Linked DNA regions of Sus scrofa: region 1 is linked to region 2. The links are chromatin contacts, called in public Hi-C maps. All regions are on one chromosome and are shown on one strand. The core of a region is the stretch at or near the end of the contact, and the rest is flanking DNA. Distances in the headings are between cores, read along the strand shown. Region 1 overlaps ANO10 (anoctamin-10). Region 2 holds the start of LOC110256581 (a long non-coding RNA gene).

What was found. Hi-C and Micro-C count contacts between places; a contact is called where the count stands out from the background.
Region 1: a Hi-C map of liver shows a contact between it and region 2, with 3 times the contacts expected there. The contact joins two enhancer-like sites. A contact is called at or near these places in 1 of 47 Hi-C or Micro-C datasets (liver) and 1 of 2 datasets of contacts at active chromatin or transcription factors (skeletal muscle).

What each region holds. Positions count from the first base shown.
Region 1 is chr13:26,763,865-26,769,892 of Sscrofa11.1, forward strand. The region is part of intron 12 of ANO10 (anoctamin-10); the gene reads right to left. Among named protein-coding and RNA genes, the nearest start is that of SNRK, 98 kb to the left of the region's middle. Within about 2 kb of position 4,092, at least 2 of the 83 cell types and tissues checked have an H3K27ac peak or open chromatin away from gene starts, as enhancers often do. A contact at or near this core is called in liver, where this site is marked.
Region 2 is chr13:26,565,365-26,571,457 of Sscrofa11.1, forward strand. It overlaps LOC110256581 (a long non-coding RNA gene), which reads left to right and starts at 443. Exons shown (of 6, transcript XR_002338247.1): 1 at 443-957. Within about 2 kb of position 4,232, at least 35 of the 83 cell types and tissues checked have an H3K27ac peak or open chromatin away from gene starts, as enhancers often do. A contact at or near this core is called in liver, where this site is marked.

The DNA of each region.
Region 1 (6,028 bases), core at 2,842-5,341, 200 kb after region 2:
GCAAGTACTGTATAAGGGTCTTAAATACTCTTACTCAGATTTACCAACTGCTTCCATTTTGCCCTGTTTGCTTATCATTCTTTTCATACTATTTTTTCTGAATCATTTGAGAGTAAGCTGCAAACAACACACCCCTTTGCCCCAAACACATCAGGATGTATATTTCCAAAAAACAAGACCTTTTTCTCATGTAGTATAGGAGAATGTTCCCTAACAATTTTGAAGGGTAAAGTGATGGCCATTTCCTATTTTATCAAAATTTCCAGATTTTATCACATTGATAGAATTCCATAAGTATAAAAACATATGGGGGTCCCTAATGTATTACCCACAAAATGATAAAACAGCAACTGGTCCTTCTGAGGAAAAGCAGACTGTGATGGATATGTGAGTTCCCTTGTGTTCATGGCAGATGTGGTGTTGATGAACTGGGACAGAAGAGGACCCTATCAACAAGCACTCAATGGAGATAAAGTGAGGAATGGGTCACAGGCAGCCTCTAAATGGTGCCAGTGAGCCCGGCCCCCTGGTAGTCACTCCCTGTGGAAGCCTCTCCCCCAGAGCATGGGCTGGACACTCTGACAACAGGACACAGCAAAGTGATTGGATGTCCCTTCTGAGACTAGGTGACGAGGGGATGGCATCTAGTGAGTGAGGGGATGTCTCTTTTGAGACTAGGTGGCAACGAGGCCATGGCTTCTGTCTCGTGGGCTCCCTGTCTCACTCGCTGGCTCTGAAGGGAGTTGGCTGCCTGGTGTGAGTGGCCCCGTGGAGGGGCGGCAGCGGGACGAACTGATGTCCTGCCCTGAGGATGCCCGCAGCCACATGTGAACCTGGGCGGGGAGCCTCTGGGTCAGAAACCTGCAGCCCTGGTAGACACATTGATCACAGCCTGGAGAGGCCTCGGGAGGCCATGTGCAAATGCACCAAGTGAGAGAGCGTGGACGTTTGTGTTGGGGTCAAATCCAAATGGATAAGATGGAAATCACAAAAACTCATCTTAAGTTAAAATACGCTTGACTTCACGGAGCTCTGGCCAGTGGAGTAATCAGAGGTCAAGGGACCCTGACTAGAAGGTGGGGGGTGGTCCTTTCTCTCTCTCTCCTCTCCTGCTCATTCAACCTCTTCCTCAATGAATCCTTTCAAATGCCTCTTAAAAATACACATATTTTAAAACATACACATGTGTTGTTTAAAGGAGCCAAGGACTATAGAAATATCATGAAAAAAAGATTCACCCCCAGCTGCTGTGCCCCAGTGCCTCATCTTAGGGACAGTTCCTTGTTAACAGTACCGATTTCATGGTCACTCTTTAGAAGTTTTTCTTTTTTTTTTTCTCTAAAATATCAGCATTGGGTAGTTCTGGAATATCTATCTTCTGCTTTTTAATACAAAGGGGATATAATACAGCCTGTTCTGCACCTTTTAAAATAAATCTTGGAGATGGCCTCCTATCAGAGATTGTTAAGACATTCTTTTTCTTTCGAAATGTCTGCAAGAATTCTACTGCATGGACAGGACAATTCATTAAACTAGCTTCCCTAAACCAAGATATTTAGGTTAGGGTATATGTGTCCTCTTATGAACATGTGAATATATCTGGGGGATAAATTCCTAGAATTCTTCCCAGTTTATCTTATTAAACAAATAAACAAAATCTTCCCTGTGTCCACCCCTTACCCACATGCTCTCCTCCAGCTGACACTAACTTTCTCCTTCCTTTCCAGCCAAACTTGTCAATAGAGTTGTCTACCCTGATGATTTTCTCACCTCTTGCTCCCCAACCCAACTGGCTTCTGGTCCTAGTAACTCACTGAAACAGCTCCCCTAAAGTTGCCTGAGTGTCGTTCTCTTATATCCAAGGGGCTTGCCCTGGTCTTCACTGGATGCTTTGATAGCTGACTTTGACATTTTGCAACTACCTCCTTCCTGACCCTTCTGCCCTTGACTCTGATGTGACCATTCACCTGGCCTTCCTGCCCCACCTCTCTATCTGATCTTCTGGCCAGCCCTCAAGAGCTGGCATTCCTCAAAGATCAATTCCAGGCCCTCTCTTCTTCTCATTTTTGATCAGTAGTGTCTAAGAAAACTCAAAATGTGGGTAGTGCAACTGAGGAACTGAAGTTTTAATCTAATTTGAACTAAGTACTGTGGCTAACGGCTACCATGGACAGCACAGCTCAACCTGTTCTCCCTAAGAGAGATCCCAGACACTGTAGTCTCAGGGCAGAGAAGCACTCGTTTCTATTTCCAGCCCAGATTTTCCTCTGAACTCACATAACACTCACAGAAGCAATGCTCACTTGACATCTTCCCTTGGATATTACTAAACCAATGAAATTAAATTTGAGATCATCTTAAAGCTAGGCTATCTCCCCCAATTAGTGAAATGCAGAGCTAAGGAATCTCAGAAAACCAAGTTGGGCTGACTCCATCTCTTGACCATTTCTCACCTTTGTCCTCTTCTCCACATCTTGACTACCTTCACGTGAACCCATCATGGAAACTGGTGGTACAGCCTCCTTACTGGTCTACTTGGATCCTCTCTGGGTACCCCTCCCACTCTACCCTCTATGCTAATGTAAATCTGAAGATGTTCCGCTCCATGCCTGAGCCCCTTCACTGGCTTCCTATGCTTCTGGGATAAAGGCACAGTCCACTGTGCAAGGTTTTATCTTGCCAGCCACTGGCCAGCTCTCCATGGCCCTTCCCCAAGCCCCGCAGCCACACTGGTCTTTCTGTCTCCGGCAGCTACCATGGTGTGCGTGTGTGAGTGTGTTGAGGTAGGGAGGGACTTTATCACTTCTTTTTAACCCCTTTCCTAGTTTTCAGTGTCACCATCCATGACTTTGGGAAGCAAACAAACAAAACTGCCCTGCTGGTCACACTATGAAGATTCCTAAAGAGCTGGCTCCTGAGTGATGGACACCATGGAAGAAAAGCACCGCTCACTTGCTTGTTCCCTTACGTGTCTCTATAACCCATGTCGCTTCCATACCAAAGCAGAACTGTGCTGATCTGCCCTTCAACAGCTCTCCTGCCAGCTGGGCAGCAAAGTCTGCTTGAACAGTCCCAGAGGGAGGGCACCCCTCACAAAGTAGCCTCCCTACCTCCCATTCTGGTTCACTTTGATGATTAGAAAGGTCTTCTTTGTATTTTTTTTGCCACCTCTATCCCATTGTTCCTTCTGGCCAAGTCCCAGGTCCCCCTTTTGGAGTCATAACAAAAATGATAGCAGTGAGAGCAGCCACCATTTCCTTTGTGCCTGTCACTTATGCCACTATGGTGCCAACCAGCCTTGCAACAACTCCATGAGCTGGAATCTTGTATTATTGCTAGTTTTTAACACAAGAACCTAAAACTTAGAGCAAACAACCCACCCTCAGTATCAGAGCATTCTGATCACCCCTGAATTCTTCAATGTCTTCACTGTGATGCAGGGCCTAGAATCTAACAGTACTCTGATCCTTGCCCCACTAAGCGTGGTCCAAGGAGCAACAGCTTCACCAGGGAGCCCGTCCTGATGAAGAATCTGGGCTCCATCTCAGACCCGCTCAATCAGCATCTGAATCTTAACATGATCCCAGGGGCACTCTAGAGTATGAGAGACACTATTCTCCATGTGCCCAGAATACACTGGAACTTATTAATTCATTAGACCAGTGAACAGTCATAAACACCTACCACTTGTGCCTGGCCCTATGCAGGTACTAGGGATCCTCAAGCCTCTCATTGCAGAGCTTGTGTCCAGCAGTGATATGTGTAGGGCCAGGGCCAAGAAATGTTGGGGAAACAAGGAGTTGGTGGTTGATTCTACTTGTCACTTGGGTGGCATGGGTCAGGGAAATTCCAGCAGCCAGCACCTGATCAAGCGCTCACCTAGCGAAGGGCTGTGCTGAGCAGTCACTGAGAGGGGCTTTCTGAGCAGGGGAAGCAGGACACCAAAGGATGAAGGTAGCAGAGAAATCTGGGGAGAGGCTGGGCAGGAAAGGTGGCCAGCATGGGGCCTGGAGCCCTCGGAGCCGCGCCCCTTTGTTCTGGACCTGACAGTCCCTGCAGCCTCTGGTTATATAAGCTTCTCCAGCTCATTTGTACTTGCAGCTGAGGAGACAGGCCTGCTTTTTTCACATGTACTTGGTTTGATCAGATTATTTTACCTGTACTTTGGTGATTGATTTTTTTAAAAAACATGCAAGTTTAACCTTCAGTTTAATCTGATTAAATTTTAACTCGGCCTTTTGGACGGTCACCACTGAAGCCTGCCATGATCTTTTCGAATGCCTTCATCCAGCACATCCCCCCATCTTCCCTTTTCCCCTTCATTTCATGCAGCCCTTCTCCCCCTGGGTGTGCAGTTTCCTGACAGTAGAGCTTCTTGAAAACTTTAATCTAGCAGAACGAGGTGCATTCCCTTCTACTGCTACTCAACACCTTCCATCCCCAGCTGGTGTCTACTTCTTCCTTCCTATGAGCCCATTTTTCACTCTAGAGGCTGAAAAATGCCAGCACTGTCAGTTTCCCCAGTAGTCAGGGCATGAATGAGTAACTAAATCCTGGCTGGTGGGGCTTGAGGGTAAGTCTGTTGGGGATTTGGGAAAGGTTTTCTTCCTTAACATAGAGAGACTCTCAAGAGCAGCACCACTGTTTTTTCCTCTTGCCTTTGGACATGTGTGCGCAGACGTGATGCCTGGAGCCGTGGCATCCACCCTGTGGTCATGATGGAAGCCAACACACTGAAGGTGGCGGAGAAAAAAGGCCTGACTGGTACTTTAATGACATCACTGCTGATCCCCTAATGCTGGGATAGGCCCACTTACGGATTTACTGTTGTATTAACGTCAAGTCCATTGAATGACTTGTATCTTTATATGGGAACAACCCAGAAACAGCTCAGGTTATGAAAGTTCCTAAATCTCATCATTGTTATATTCTTCTGTAAATTACCGGGCATCTTCTCAACTAAATGTGTCATGTCGACTGTCTATAATTCTACGTAGTCTGAAGGCTTTGTCTGGGCATATGTTTTTCTCCCTTAAATTATAATTTAAAGTTCCCTTGATTGCGCTGGCCAATTTTCTGACAAGTCCATGCTTTTCCGAGCAGCTCCTTAGTTCCCTTTCTTCTCAGTTACGAAGATTGGCCTTCTCTTATATGCTGAACCAGCTCTAGGCCCCCCTCTCATTAGGGGAACCAGCTCCAGGCCTCACACTGGCAGAGGGTCCAACACAGTCCAGATGCAACTTGAGGCACCTCCTGTGAGCTGACCTCTTCGTGGCCCATCTCACTCAGTCCCAGGACACGGCCGCCCTCAGGCACGCTGTCTCCTTCCCAAGCCACCTTGGTCCAGCACCCAGGGCTCTGGTCTCTGCTCCCCCTCCACCGTTCAGATCTCTTCCTTCCCGGCTGCCATCATCTGTAAAGCAACCTGGCCTGTCACGTCCCTGATAACCCATAGAGATCTGCTGTGCACACATGCCTAGGGGCCAAGCCGGTGGAGTCAGAGCACTTCTGGGGGTGGGGGGAAGGTGTGGATGCTCACAGGTACTGTAACTGCTTTTTTCGATCATACTTCATTTTGGGAGAATCGGGGGTGGGAGGGCTAGGGTGACTAGCAAGGCTGAAAGTGTTGGCATATTTGCTTTTACATCTTGGAAATGTGCACCAGAGAAACAATAACCTTTCCCCTGGGCAGTGCAGGCTGTACACATGAGTCTTCTTGAGTCGGGGCAAGTGGCCTGTGTGGTCAGTAGCAGGCGGCCCCTGACCTGACCTGGCTGTAATGTTCCTTCTTGTTCTCAGGCCTGGTGCACAGCTGCCTCTCGAGCAGGCCAGAGTCCCCCACCATGGGAAAAGCATCTGTCAAAAATACTCCCCCAGGAGCCCTGTGTGTTCCCTTTCCCCTCGAGTCAAATTCTTCCACCCTCACCTCTTGACTCTAAGCCTCCTTGGGATACTTGTTTTCCTGGCTTTCTACTTGAATTTTTTCCATCCTGCACAGGAATGTTTAATCCCTTCTAAGATGTTAGCG
Region 2 (6,093 bases), core at 2,982-5,481:
GACGTGGAGGCAAATGGAGCCCAGCTGCTCCATGTGAGAAAGGAGAAGGGAAAATGACAGACTAGGATGTGAACAGGCAAGGGCGGCCTGGGGCTTGTCTCAGGGGAGAGAGGAAATGAAGAGGGGTGGGAGGCAGGCTCAGGAACTCGGCAGTAGCAGGAGGCCAGGGAGACAGATGGCCAAGGAAAGACTCCCTGAGCCCCTGGGGCAGGGCCGGCAGTGAGTTCTGCCAGCACTGAGGTCTGGTGATACATTTTATTTTATTTTAATTTTTGTCTTTTGTCCTTGTAGGGCCGCACCCGCGGCATATGGAGGTTCCCAGGCTAGGGTTGAATGGGAGCTCTAGCCGCCAGCCTAACCACAGCCACAGCAATGCCAGATCCAAGCTGTGTCTGCGACCTATACCACAGGTCATGGCAACGCCGCATCCTTAACCCACTGATCAAGGCCAGGGATCGAACTGGCAACCTCATGGTTCCTAGTTGAATTAGTTTCTGCTGTGCCACAATGGGAACTCCTGGTGATACATTTTAAATGGGTTCCTGATCTGTGCCCTTATACCCCTCTGCTGTCCCCATGCCCCAAGGACAGACTGTGTGGGGCCAGGGAAGCTGTGTCCCTGCTTGGACAGCAGGGCTGGATGGGGACAGTCAGGGGCCAACAATGGCCTGGGGAGCCAGAGGCGAGGAAGGAAGGTGAGGAGCCAGGGGGGCAGGGTGAGGGGTCAGGCACCCAGACCTCCTTGGCAGGGTCCCCAAGAGCACTGGGCTGCTGGTGGGGAGGTGTATGCTGGTTGAAGATTTTTGTTTGGTTTTGAAGGGAAGCATCACTGCAGCAGGCTGGCTGGTGCCTGGACCCTAGGCTGCATTACATGGTGTTACACTGGGTGTCGTGATTCCTTCTGGACAGCGGAGCAGCAGGCGGCTAAGAAGTTTGGTGGCAGTGCTGGCAGGGAAGGTGAGGAAGTGCATCCAAGCAATGCTAGAAGCCACATCAGCGAATAAAACGGAACCAGTGCCAGGATTGGCTGTCAGGTGATGTAGGGAGCAAGGTCCTGGGCAGGTGACCTGCGTGCTCTCCAGGTGTGCACGTGCCACCCCTCCCACCCCAGACACTCACACCCTTCTCAGCCTGATCTTTGTCTTCGGAGGCTGGCTTCTAGAGTCTACACCCACAGACCTTCTAGTCCCAGACTTCTGGCCGGGATGGGCCAGTGGGGGCCCCACAAAAGATCCAGAGAGCAGGGGGCAGTGAGGGCGGTTTTTGAGTCTCTGGCTTCTTCCCTGCACTGCAGTGCCTTGTCCCTCTTCCTTGAGGCCTCTCTGTAAAGTGTCCTCTCTCTCCCTCTCTCCCTCCCCCTCCCCATCTCTGGCTCCTAGCATCTCCTGTCCCTGATCTCTGCAGGCTTGGGGCTCCCCATGGTCCTCAGCCCTGGCGAAGTGCACATTCCCATTGCTTTCCCTGCAGCCGGACCACACCTCTGTCCACAGTCTTTCATGAACCCTTCCTCAGTTATCCAGCTGCCAATTACTTCCCACGGAGACCCTGACCAATGCCAGGACACAACCATGCGCTAACTTTTGTGTACTTGAGGGAGAAGGCAGAGTGAAAACACACATTTGAATTTACAGAAAGAAATACTAGAAGGATATATAAGAAACCAGTAAGAGTAGCAGGCATCATGGGCAGAATCAGTAAACCAGGGCAGAGGTGGAGCTCCATTTCCCATTGTATCTAATTTATATTGATTTTGAACCATGTGAATTATTATCTATCAGACCAAAGTTAAACTGGGAAGAATCTTCTCTCTCCCAAGATGGATTCTTTGGAGGATTGTTGACTGAAGTAAAAGCACAGGTGGAGTTCCCTGGTGGCCTAGCAGTTAAGGACTCAGTGTTGTCACTGCTTTGGCTCAGGTTTGATCCCTGGCCCGGGAACTTCCACGTGCCATAGGCACGGCCAAAAAAGAAAAGAAGACACTTGTGAGTGTCGTGAGTTTCAGTTTTATTTGGGGACTTAGCGAGGAATGTAGCACAGAAGACAGTCTCTCACAGGCTCTGAGAAACTGTCCCAAAGGGGGAAAGGGGGAAGGTCAGCATATCTATGAATTTAGAAAAGGGTACATGCAACCAAGCACACATCTCGGTAGAAGGTTACTACTTGTCATGAGGAACAGTCATCTTGGTTAATGATTTCAGTGCTTTTCCAAGTGTAGGAAGATGTGAGAACTTGGATTCATAAAATTTTCTCCCGCAAATGTCTAATGAAAGGCCTGTTCTGCTAGTTTTCCCAGAGCCTGGAGTGCTGTGCCGTGTTCCTGATCTCTGCCCTGAACTCTTTCAGTGTGTGTTAAAGGTCAGTGATAGCAAAGGCAAATGACTCAATCCTTGTAGAGCTGGATGGCAAGCCGCATTCCTTAGTTGGCAGAGTTGGTTTAGTCCCGTCTTGACCTTTCCCCGAGAAAGCTCCAAATCTTGCGCGGAAAGAGCCACAGCCCTGTGGGAAGTGGCCTCTCCTAGCTGTCTCCATCAAGCAGGGCCACAGCCAGGCATCCCATCGGCCTCTCTCCCTCCCCCTGACCTTCTAGGCCTCTGACCTCAGCCACCAGTGTCTTAGAGGTTGTCCACCAGGAAAGATCACAGAATCAAATTATATAGGTAGAGAGCAAGGGGACCAGCCCTGAAAGCCAGCATCCTGGAGAGGCAGCTTCCATCCTGCTCACTCCAGCCTTGACAGGTGCTGTCCCGTCTGTGGGTTTTGCCACTGGAAGTTTCCAAAAGGCCCAGTAAGATCCATTCCTTTGGCTGACTTGCCATATGAAATGCCCCAGGCTTGTGGCCAGAGCTTGGAGGATATTCCCCCTCCCATCCCACCCCTTTCTAAGTCTGACCCCAGGGCCTCACCCAGGTGAGGGTGACACAGACGCAGAGCTCAGAACCACACTGGGAGAGGACCTCAACCTCATCTAAAGCGAACTTTGACCTTTGCTATTTCCCATCAGCTTTGTGGGGTAATCAGAGGGACCAGTGGGGGAATAAAGCTGCATTTACCAAGCTTAGCACTCATTCCCTCATTAATCCTCCGAGTCACCGATATGAAGCAGGGAGAGGCCAAGTGCTATTATAGCCTTTTAGCCACAACAGTGGGTAATGACCTGCCTGTGTTGTGCATGAGTCATGAGCAGAGTGATGTCCAAGCCCTGATCTCTGGACCCTGGCGCAGCGTCTCTCCTCGCCTGGCAGTGAGGGAGTGGGGGGAGGGCATGTGGGCATCCTTCTTTCACTTTCCATGGCCCTCTGCTTGCTGTGGAAAGGCAGGCATCATGGACAGAGATTGGCCTAGCAGCTGCCTAAGCAGTGTGATCTCAAGTTCAAAGACGGACATCTTCCTTCTGCCATAGGTCTGCAACCTGCCCAAATGGTTACCATTCATAGTTCTTAGTGGCATTGGCAAGAGTGAGCTCCTGGCCCAGATATTTGGGAAATATGGGTGACTGGCAGCCTCTGCTTCCCTGATGCCTTGTCTCTGGGTCTTGGTCAAACATCGCCTCTCTCCGTTGAAGTGTCAGCCAAGGTTGGTTCATCAGCCCAGCTGAACGCTGGGCAGAGAGTGGCACAGATCCATTTTGCTTGGGATGGAGGGAGTCACAGAAGCAGCCATGGACATGTGGAGCAGGTCATCTCAGAGGCAGACTTGAAGGCAGGAGGCATCTGCGGTTGAGGCCAAGGCTATGGAGAGAGACAAAGGGGAAGCAGGTCCTTCGAAAGTGCTAAGGACACATGTGCCCCAGACTCACACTTGGCTTTGGTTGAAAGGGTTTTTTTGGTTTTTTTTTTTAGGGCCCCACCCACAGCTTATGGAGGTTCCCAGGCTAGGGGTCAAATCAGAGCTACAGCTATTGGCCTACACCACAGCTCACAGCAATGCCAGATCCTTAACCCACTGGGCAAGGCCAGGGATCAAACCTGCCTCTTCATGGATTCTAGTCGGGTTCATTACCACCAAGCCACTATGGGAACTCCTGGTCAAAAGGCATATTGCCTGATTCCATTTATTACCCCTTTACCTTGTGCCAGGCTCCGGGCAAATCCACCTTCATGTGATCTCAGTTTCCAGGTGAACATCTGACACTCAGAGAGGTGAACTGGCCGTGTGTGTGCATAGCCCAGAAATGGTTGAGCTGGACTTTGAACCCCTGCCTGTCTGGAGCCTAAATGATCCCACTTTCCAGAACATTCCTGAACATTTACTCACAGATCTGAGTAAGTTGTGGGGAGGGAGGGAGAGAGGAAAGGAGGAGAGCAGCTCAGACGCAGAGAGGAAATGGCAGGGTGGAGGCACGGGAAATCCTGGCTGTGTCCACATACGCTGTCAGCACAGAAACGGAACTGTTTTAATGTCAAGGCTGGATGCAGCCCCAACAGAACGGCAAAGGCAAAGTGTGTTTGCCTCTGCAGCTGGCCTTTAAAATACACTTTCCTCAGCAGTTGGAGCCTTGATGAACATCTAGATCTTCCTAAATTAAAGCCTTTGAAACAAAAATAATAATTTCAGGTTACAAAGCAAATATGCTCGGGCTTTGTGGCTAGATGTCTGTTGATCTCTGACATCCAGGCTATTCCTGCTCACCTGGTCCCTGCTTTTATTGGATTTGCTGGAAGGCGTTCTGGAGAAAAGGGGACATCCTGGATAAAAGATGGCCCAGGAAATGGAGGAGGAAGGCAGGCCCAGCAGGGGCTGATGACCACAAATCCGGCAGCACCTGCCAAGTCCCTGAATTGTTGGCCTCATTTGACCCCTGCGTTCCTTGCGGGTTCGTTTTGCAAGAGAGCCACGGAAGGTTCTGGAGCCCTGTCTACTTTGGGGTGTAGGACTCCCACCCCCCTCAAAGTTCCCTGGGAAAACTTCCCATGCAAATAAAGCTGCAAAGGCCCTCCCACCGCAGTGACAGTCACTCCCTGCTGGGTCACTGTGAGCAGGTGACTTTACTTCTCTTTTCTTATCTGGAAGAGGAGAAAGGCTGTAACACTTCAAAAGTGCAACCTCTTAGGGTCATGATGGGAACACAAAGTGAGAAGGGATGCCAGGCACTAGGAAGACCCTGGGGCACAGAGCACAGGGAGCTGTGCTATGAAGGGTGCTGGTGAGGCTGTGGAGATCACATGGGCCGAGGGAAGCCTTATTGCACACGTGCTATAGGTCAGAAGAGGTGACCTCCTTCAGGACTTTCAACAATCCCTTAAGGAAGAGGTTATCACCAGCAATTATAGATAAGGACTGCAGGAGATAAAGAACTGCCTACGGTCATGGAGTTTAGGGGCCACACGTCAGCCTGGCTCCAGGCACTATTGTCTGATTCAGCGCCCCCTCTGCCCAGAAGCCCCACGACCGGGCCTGAATTTATATTCCCGATACCTGCTTAGGTTGTCGGGGAATGAAACCACTGCCCTCAAGGTAAGAGCTGGAACAGGGGCACAGGTACTCCCCATTCTCCGACCCCCTGTGGGTGGCCTTGTCTGTCATTTACAGACAGTTAGTGGGGCCAGAGGGGAAGACACACCAAGGAAACTGAAAAGCGAGAACAAAACTAGAAGAGGAGTTGGCAATGACGTCCTGCCGCACAGCACATGGAACCATATCCACTCTCTTGGGAGAGACCTTGATGGAAGATAATAGAAGAAAAAGAGAATATGTATATTACATAATACATATGACTGGGTTACTGCTATACAGCAGAAATTGGCACAACACTGTAAACCAACTATACTTTAATTCAAAAATAAAAAATAACATAAAAGAGGAGTTTGGGATCCTCAGGGGTGGGGGTGGGGGGGCAGCAGGAAGGGCTGCCTTCCAGCAGAAACACTTTTCTATTTTCTGCCTGGCCTTTGAATGGCCTCCTGGAAGAACAGACTCCAGGCACAGGGACAGGAGAGGCAGGCACTCGGGGACAGCATGTGGATGACTGAGCACCTACCCCGGCTGGCCCTTGGGCTAGGATCTCCTTTAATTTCCACAGCAACCCCAGGAGACGATGATTAGCATGCACTTTACAGACCAGGCAACTGGAGCCCATTAAAAGAAAACAAGGAG